Regions from separate parts of the Pan troglodytes genome. Here all the other regions are linked to region 2. A link is a contact called in public Hi-C data. All regions are on one chromosome and are shown on one strand. Each heading gives the region's core, a stretch centred on a gene start, on an enhancer-like site or on the middle of the called end of the contact. The rest is flanking DNA. Distances are from core to core; before and after follow the strand shown.

Evidence for each region. Hi-C and Micro-C count contacts between places; a contact is called where the count stands out from the background.
Region 1: a contact with region 2 is called in a Hi-C map of stem cell-derived neural progenitor cells, with 3 times the contacts expected there. The contact joins two enhancer-like sites. A contact is called at or near these places in 2 of 7 Hi-C or Micro-C datasets (blood and stem cell-derived neural progenitor cells) and 1 of 1 other capture datasets (stem cell-derived neural stem cells).
Region 3: a Hi-C map of stem cell-derived neural progenitor cells shows a contact between it and region 2, with 10 times the contacts expected there. The contact joins two enhancer-like sites. A contact is called at or near these places in 3 of 7 Hi-C or Micro-C datasets (blood, induced pluripotent stem cells and stem cell-derived neural progenitor cells).

The regions. Positions count from the first base shown.
Region 1 is chr15:66,557,746-66,560,445 of NHGRI_mPanTro3-v2.0_pri, forward strand. The region is part of intron 10 of RAD51B (RAD51 paralog B); the gene reads left to right. Among named protein-coding and RNA genes, the nearest start is that of ZFP36L1, 220 kb to the right of the region's middle. Within about 2 kb of position 1,441, at least 4 of the 24 cell types and tissues checked have an H3K27ac peak or open chromatin away from gene starts, as enhancers often do. A contact at or near this core is called in stem cell-derived neural progenitor cells, where this site is marked.
Region 2 is chr15:66,231,896-66,234,637 of NHGRI_mPanTro3-v2.0_pri, forward strand. The region is part of intron 7 of RAD51B (RAD51 paralog B); the gene reads left to right. Among named protein-coding and RNA genes, the nearest start is that of RAD51B, 430 kb to the left of the region's middle. Within about 2 kb of position 1,351, at least 8 of the 24 cell types and tissues checked have an H3K27ac peak or open chromatin away from gene starts, as enhancers often do. A contact at or near this core is called in stem cell-derived neural progenitor cells, where this site is marked.
Region 3 is chr15:66,663,063-66,665,795 of NHGRI_mPanTro3-v2.0_pri, forward strand. The region is part of intron 10 of RAD51B (RAD51 paralog B); the gene reads left to right. Among named protein-coding and RNA genes, the nearest start is that of ZFP36L1, 110 kb to the right of the region's middle. Within about 2 kb of position 1,474, at least 7 of the 24 cell types and tissues checked have an H3K27ac peak or open chromatin away from gene starts, as enhancers often do. A contact at or near this core is called in stem cell-derived neural progenitor cells, where this site is marked.

The DNA.
Region 1 (2,700 bases), core at 191-2,690, 330 kb after region 2:
AGATGCTAAAGCATCCAGGCATGCCAGCCCTGGGGAATGCAGGGAAACAGTCTTAGGGATGGACCCAGGCCTTGGTACTTTAGAGCTTCTAGGGTATGAGTCATCTTTGCCTCTTAACAATCAGATCAGTGGTACCCTTCTGACCTCTGTCATTTGGCTGCACTGGAGGCAAGAAATGGTTTGGACTCACGCAGGGGCATGATGTTAGTAAGGAAGGGATCAGAGGTGAACCTAGCTTGGGTGTTCCACCTCTTGACTCAGAGTCTGTGCTCTTTGATGAACTTTCTGTTACCTTGGGATCTTCTACAGCAGGTCCTGGTGTGCAAGTATTTCAAGATCAAGATAAAATATTTCATTGTGTTTTATTTAGGGAAAAAATGGTAGATAAAAGCGGAACCAACAGGGGCATTCCGTTTGTGGTTTGCTGAGATTCCCTGGAAAGCAAGCTTGGGAGGCCAGGGTCTGTCAGAACACAAGACCAATGTCTTCTCCAAAACTTGGATGAACAGAAGGTGCTTACAAGCTGACAGGGAGTTATGGGGAAGGAAGCAGAATTTCCAGTTCGGTTCCAAGTCTTTTCTGGTCTTGACCTTTAGCCTAAAAACAGAGCGCCCAGTTGTTCTCCATTATTACTGTAACTCAAAAGGAGACACATGGGTCCGGGAGAGAGTTGGGAGGCAATACTAGGTTTGCACGTTCTGAGTTCATGGAAACCCAAGGAACTGCCCCTCCCTAGGATAACTAGAGCCAAGCCACTGGACCCTTCTCATCCTGTGGCCTTGTCTACAATTTTAATCATTTTGAAGATGAAGGTTTTGAAGATGAAGGCCCAGCCTCAAAAAGGAATAACCAAGAACAACCCTCTCTCCCTCCTTTAGTTTAGATGCTTCCACAGTCAAATGTAAAATTATTCATGTGCTTTTACTCATTATTCATCTGATTTTATGTAAAAAGAAAAAAAATGGAATCCTAGGCTGGTCACTGCATGGTGTTCTCAATCACAAGCCATGAGCCAGGGTTCAACATGCACCCTTCACTTCAGACCTTCCTCACAACTGAGCCTGGATCCCACTCTGGTCCTCGTGATCCACCCACCACGGCCTCCCAGCGCACCCAGCCCCTGCTTTATTTTTCTATATAGCACTTATTGTTACCAGATACATTTGTGTTTATCACCTCTCTCATCACACACGCACACACAGTTAAAGGCAGGGACTTGGTCTATTTTCTCAAAGTTGTATCCCCGGCACTTAGAATCCTGCCTGCCGTGGTGTACGTGCTCAATAAGTACTTATTAAATGAATGAATGGAGTCAGACATGTCCTCAAGGGTAGGTTCAAATCAGGGAGAATGGTGGGTGTCCTTACTGCTTTATAGGATTTCAAGCTGGCCCCAGACTTGAGTCATTTCCATCAGGCAAATTCCTGAAATACTTACTGGTCTTCCTGATTCTGTGGTATGTGCTTGTCAACAGCACATTGTCGAACACGTTGCTGCCTATGCAACACTATGTGGCAATGGCTGTTGAAACTCGTTGCTAACAGAAGTGAAAGCAAAGAAAAGCAAAGATAAAGAACGTAATGGCTGGGCGCGGTGGCTCATGCCTGTAATCTCAGCACTTTGGGAGGCTGAGGTGGGCAGATCACTTGAGGTCAGGAGTTCGAGACCAACCTGGCTAACATGGTGAAACCCCTTTTCTATTGGCTGGGCGTGGTGGCATGCACCTGTAATCCCAGCTACTCGGGAGGCTGAGGCAAGAGAATCGCTTGAACCCGGGAGGTGGAGGTTGCAGTGAACGGAGATTGCACCATTGTACTCCAGCTTGGGCAACAAGAGGGAAACTCCATCTCAAAAAAACAAAAACAAAAAAAGGAGAAAGAAAGTAATTTCCCCGCCATGGATGATATGACATGGCAGCTTTCATGGAGGTTTCAGAATCTGCCGGCCCACCTCACACATGACTTCCTATGCAATTAGTGTAAAGCAAAGAGACAACAGACAACACTTCACACCTGAGCCCCAGGTCCTGAATGTCTTTGGATAACCTCTCTCCTTGAAGGATATATTGACTCACAGGCAAAGGGCCCTTATAATGATATAAAGGAGACCAAGTTGGAAGGAATAGATCACAGGAAGGTGAAGCCCAAAATCCAGAAGGGAATTTCAGGGAAAGTGGTCTGGACTCAGGTACCCTGCCCAGATCCATGTGCCTTCCAACACGTGGCAGACAGAGAGGTGACAAGACAAAGGAGGAAAGCATGCTCAAGGGATAGCTAATGGGTGTGTCATTCGACCTTCCCAAGACCTAGCTCTCTGGAAGTATCAAGGGTTCAGGGGGCTGGGTCATAGGCTTGCTTTCCCTCTAGCTCACTGTGTGGACCTGGATAAGTTGCTTGGCCTTACCCATCCACCCTTAGTAGCCTCTTCTCTGGCCCCTTCCATGGTTCTGTGCAGAGTAAAGAGGTAGGACACACAGTAGGGCCCAGAAGGGTCTCCTGGCAGTCACTGATGCCAGATTCAGCTCTCTTGACTCTCCATGTTGGTGACGACACCACCAATTTTCCTTTGCACACATGGCCTCACCTTGAAAATTCAAGGGTCTACAGTCAAGTCACTTCTGCTTCTAGGGGCCTCCCAGAAGCACCTAGTATTCTGTTTCAAGTCCTTTGTCCAGCTGCTTTCAAATCACCAAACTCCTCT
Region 2 (2,742 bases), core at 101-2,600:
CATACTTGCACATTTTCCTATTTAATACTTCTTTTAATCCTGAAAGCACTTATTTAAGAATGATCACTAGCACTCCAGGACAAGTTAAATACAGAAAGCCATATACATATAAATGGCAGACATAACTGCAAAAAGAGAACAATATAGTGAGGGAAATGGTCTTCAGGGTGCTGCAAAGCGCTTTATAGTTACAAAATGCCTTCATGTACATTTCTAATTGATCCTCAGGACAGTGTTGTAAAAGGAGGAAGAATGTGTGTGTAAGTGTACAGCTGTTTTCCAGAACACCGAATCGAAGCTCAGAGATACTGCACAACTCACCAGCACAGCGAGGAAGCTACTGAATTGGGACTCACACTCAGACCTTCACCCCAAACCCATAGCTCATTTTATTTCTTCATAATGCGTTAGTTGCAGAAGTAATAATACTTTAAAAAGCAATCCACATTTTTTCTGTTTACTCTTTCCTCTCTTCTTCAGGACAGAAACTGTACTTTCCTTGTCCAGTTCCAGTTTGTATTATTGTATTCATGGTATTTACCTTACCTGGAGGGAATAGGCCTTTTAAATATCATTAAAATTGGGTTTTTGAGGTTATGTTCTTTTCTCCTTCACATCCTAAACTTCAGACCTCATGCTCTTTGGCCTTCCATTCAATTCAAATGAGAAGGGCTGTTGTAATTGTTGGCAATGCCTCCCCAGGCTGCCACTGTACGTGGAGGATCTTCACGTTTGGAAAGAAAAAAAAAATGCAGTTTAGTGAAGTTCATGATTCTACTTTTACTCTTCTAACATAGCCTTTTTTTTTTAAATTTATTTGTTTGTTTTTACATGTAACACTAGGTGGCAGAGTAACTACACCACAAAGCACCACATCCTTTGTTTCTCACTACTCTGGGGAGTGGGTATCTGAATAGTGAGGCATAAAACCATCTGTGGCTACATGAGATTGGACCAACCAACAAGGCCAATATTTTCTTGACAGGGAACTGGCTGCAGTGATTCTAAAACATATGCTTCCAAGATACTGTCTTTAAGATTTCCATCTTTCTTTTTTCCCCAGCTCCCCTTGATTTTAATTTCTCTGCCCCATTGCACTCTGCTAGCAGAGGGCGGACACAGCCTGCAGGCAGCTGCTTTGAAATGGCAGATTGGGATGGATGTGCCCATTGGTGCTGGCACCCTCGCCTTTGTGTGCCAGTGGGTCATGAAGGGTCTGGGGGTAAGGCACCTGAGTCCTTGCCCGAATGGCACCAGGCCCTCTGGCAGAGGGGCAGCAGTGGCTGGGCTGAGTCAGTTGGAAGATGCTGCCCTCACTAACTCAGGTTTACAGAACAGGTGTTTTTAAAGAGCAGTCTGATCCTGGTTCAGCTCTGTCACCGGTTTGGAAATACTGCCGTGCAGTCGGTGGGGCATTGCCTCTCAGTTTCTTCCTAGCAATTTGCTGGTGTCTGCTACCCTGGATGCCTCACATGCCACAGGACACACTAAGCTAAATAAAGCAGAGCAAGTTCTGTCTTTCATGTTGTGAAGAGTATGAACTTGGGCTGTGGAAATACTTCTTTGGATTTTTGCTGAAAAAGAAAAGAATAGCATTAAAACAAAACAATACTTACCAACTAGTAATAATACTCTAAGTATACCCTACATTAAGAAACTCCTGTAAAACCAAGTCTGAATGTATAAAATCGATCAAACAAAAGGATTGTATTTTAATTACAAAAGCATTCTTTGTAACTGGAACCACAATCGGATTACATTAAATAGTGAGCTTCTGATGTGAATTGTAAATGTTTTAATCTACAAAAAAAAGTACTTAAATCTTGACTTTTCAGGAACCCACTTGTTATATAAAACAAAAACTAACTGGACTATAGTTTTACACACATACTTACATCACACCCTCACCACTTTCCGACTGGGAATCCTAGAGTATTTTTTAGTGTTTAGCTGGAGGTCCAGGTAGTGTCCTAATTTTGCACACACAGCCCTGGTGACATGAAAGGGCATTGTTGAAATGACCAAGTGAGTCATGGTAATCAGGGCAATCCTGTAGGATTAGAGATATGGGGGTCTTGTTTATTTGTGTGCCTGCTAGAGCTGCAATTCTTTCATAAACTACATGACTTTTGAAAATACCTCAAACAACATATATAAATCAGACCAAGGATATTAATCTCAGGCCACCGCCATAGTGAGGCTTTGAAGCCAGGGGAAGGTGGTGAGACCTTCTTGTTTGTTAAGGAAGAAATGTCATAAAAATTCCAAAGCAGGACTCAAATTTCCAGGGGAGAGGGCCTCTTTATTGTTTCCTCTAATAGCTGCTTTGGCGCTTTAGTGAATAAATGTGTTGCACAAAGTAACCCTAGATGCATCTGAACTTTAGTCTGGCTTGGCTCCCACTTTTGTATTTAGCATCCATTCTGAATTATTTATTTAAGATATTTTTGCTGTTGTTTGTCACTCCTTCTTCCTGTCTCCCTACCAGCCCCCCTCATTTGTCCTGTCTTTATTTTCACACTTCTCTAATTAATTGATATCTTCTGCTCTTAGCACTGCAGCAAATGTGCCTGCATTTTTATGTGGATCTTCACTATGCAGGCTATGCTTTTAAGTTTCTGGAATAGAATGATGGTAAAAATGAGTCATGGCTTGTTTCTATATTTGTTTCTGAGTCAAGAAGCTTAATTTTCTTACTATAATGCCTGAGATATCAAGCTATACAGTTTACTTTTAAGGGAA
Region 3 (2,733 bases), core at 224-2,723, 430 kb after region 2:
GAAAAGGCAGGCAAGATGGAGCAAGCAGGTGCCTTTTGTCTGGGTTTGACAAGAGAGTTTCCTGGGTAGGGAAGGAATGTGATCAAAGTTATGATTCTAAGACCTGCCTGGAAGATGACCAGGGAGTGGGCAAACTTGGAAGCAAAACCAGCCTCCCAAACACCTGTGTAATATCGTGTCCTGGGCCACTGTATAAATAATCTCCCTCCTGTTCATCAGTAGGCTTTGTAGTTCTCAGCCTCTCTCCTCTGTTGAAAGTGTGAGCCAGCCCTTTGCATGAAGAAGCATTAGAAGGGATCACTGCATACTTCTTTAATTGTCAAGAATGCATACATGCCATACATATGAAAGATACAGTGGACTTTGGGGACTGGGGAGTGGAGCAGGTTGGGAGTGGGGTGAGGGATAAAAGATTACACCTTGGGCACCGTGTACACTGCTTGGGTGATGGGAGCATCAAAATCGCAGAAATCACCACTGAAGAACTTATCCATGTAACCAAAAACCACTCGTACCCCCAAAAATATTAACATTAAAAAAAAGAATTCCCACTGTGCCTTAAACTTATGTCATCTCACTTTTTTTTGTCAGCAGCCTAGAGGGAAGGGGACACAATCCCAATTTTAACACCAAAGCAACTGAGACCTACAGATATTAAATGACTTGCTCCAGATTACAACTGAGACTCAAACCCATCGCCTGGCCACAAGTCTGGTGCCCTATCTACACCAATCTGTCTCCGGTAAACCTAACTAGCTAGTCAACTTTTCCCATCCATAGGCCAGACACCTTTTGAAATAACAAACCATCTGATCTCTAGAAAAACTGAAAGGCCAGTTCCAGTTGTCAGACACGCCAAGCTCGAGAGAGTCTCTCCCAAAAGTTCTCTGGAAAGCCCAGGGATTCCGAATTCCAAAGCCAGCCAAATTTGAATTTCCTCTATAAAGAGATAGTCCCTCCTGGTTTAGAACATAACCTTCCTCATTAGGCTGGTTCCATGTTTTGTAATAACTTTTGCTTACACCACAAAATTGTCATAGATTATGAAAACACAAAGGCCTTGGAAAAAAGGCCCAGAGCCCCCTGGAAGTCATTATTTCTTCCTTTAGCAATTGCTGAGTTAAGCACCATAAATATGGTTCCCATCCTGCTCCCCTTCCCCCGCCCTCCCCGCCCCCCACGATCTGCTGGACATATGTTAGGAAGAAAGCAGGGACGTGGGGGTGGAAGAAGATTCGCATGTCGTGAATCTTGAGCACTGAAAAGAAAAAGTGGGGAGAGGGCGGGGAGTTTGCAGCCCTGGAAATGGAATCTCTGAAGGATTTATTGCCTTTGAGTATCTCACAAGGCTTTTTTTTTTTAATAAAAATCTGTAGCTTATGGCTTTTTTTTTTTTTTTGTATAGGGCAGTAAACAAGAGCTCTGAAAGGGGAAGGAAGCCAGGAGAAAGCCAGCTCCATTAGTCACGCAGCAGCATATCCTGTCACAAAGGACCCCAGTTGAGTAATCGCCCAAAATATGCCTGTTATTTTTTTCTGTCAGAAAAAAAATGGGGCCTGCCAAAATGTACTGTAAAAAAAAAAAAAATCTGGTGTCTTAGGCCCAGAGAGGGAAAAGAAAATAAAGAAGAAACAGTCATAATTTCACAGTGCTCTTCAAACCCTCTCCCCAGCTTACCTGGAAAAGAAAAAGCCTTCAGACTTTTCACCACAACAGAGCCCGCCAGGCTTGAAGAAAGCTACAGCCTTGGGATGGTCCAGGTCTCAGAGTCTTCATAGCTACTTTGTGCCAAGAGCTTAAAAAGAGGAGGGGTGGTCGGGGAGAGTGGAAGGAGGACGGCACGGGGGGAGAAAAAATGAACAGAAAGGGACCCAGGATATTGAACAAGTCCTTTGATGAGCTTTAAATGGGTGAGGCATTGCTCATAGGGAACCCGCAGGAGCCCACACCAGTTCCATGAGTATTGCATGAGCCCAGCAGGGGCCAGTGACTTCCAGCCAATGGCCAAGCCTGCTTCGTAAGCTTTTCTGATGGCCCCAGCAAAACCAGCACTGTCTCAGGCCTCCACCATGCCCTGTGGGTGTTTGGGCCACAGACTGGACAACAAGGACTTGTGCAGAAGGACATCGGACTCTGGAGAGGTCTGAAACAAGGGGTGGGGAGAGACAGGCTGGTCAGAGCTGCCTGCAACCTCCCGTATTCTCCTGGATTGGCTTTCCAAAACCCGGGCTGACAGGCTCTTGGTAGGAAAACAGGCCCAGCAAACAAAGGTATTCTCAAGCCCAGTTCAGTCACTGCCTCTGTCCCATGCCCTTAGTCTCATGGCTCTCAGGAGCAGGACACAAGAGACAGTTATGCCCAAGCACAGAACACTCTTGGAAAGCCATCCTTTCCCTTCTGCTGACATTCTGACCCCCTCAAGGGTTGTCCATGGGGAACAGGCTTTCTGCATCCAGTTGACCAAAAAATATCAGAAGCCTTCTCCTTAAGAAAGAGAGCAGGCCAGACACAGTGGCTCACACCTATAATCCCAGTGCTTCGGGAGGCTGAGGTGGGAGAATTGCTTGAGCCCAGGAGTTCAAGACCAGCCTGGGCAACACAGTGAGACCTCGTCTCTACAAAAAAACTTAAAAATTAGCCAGGCATGGTCTCAGCTACTCAGGAAGCTGAGGTGGGAGGATTGCTTGAGCCCAGGAGGCTGAGGCTGCAGTGAGCCATGATCATGCCACTGCA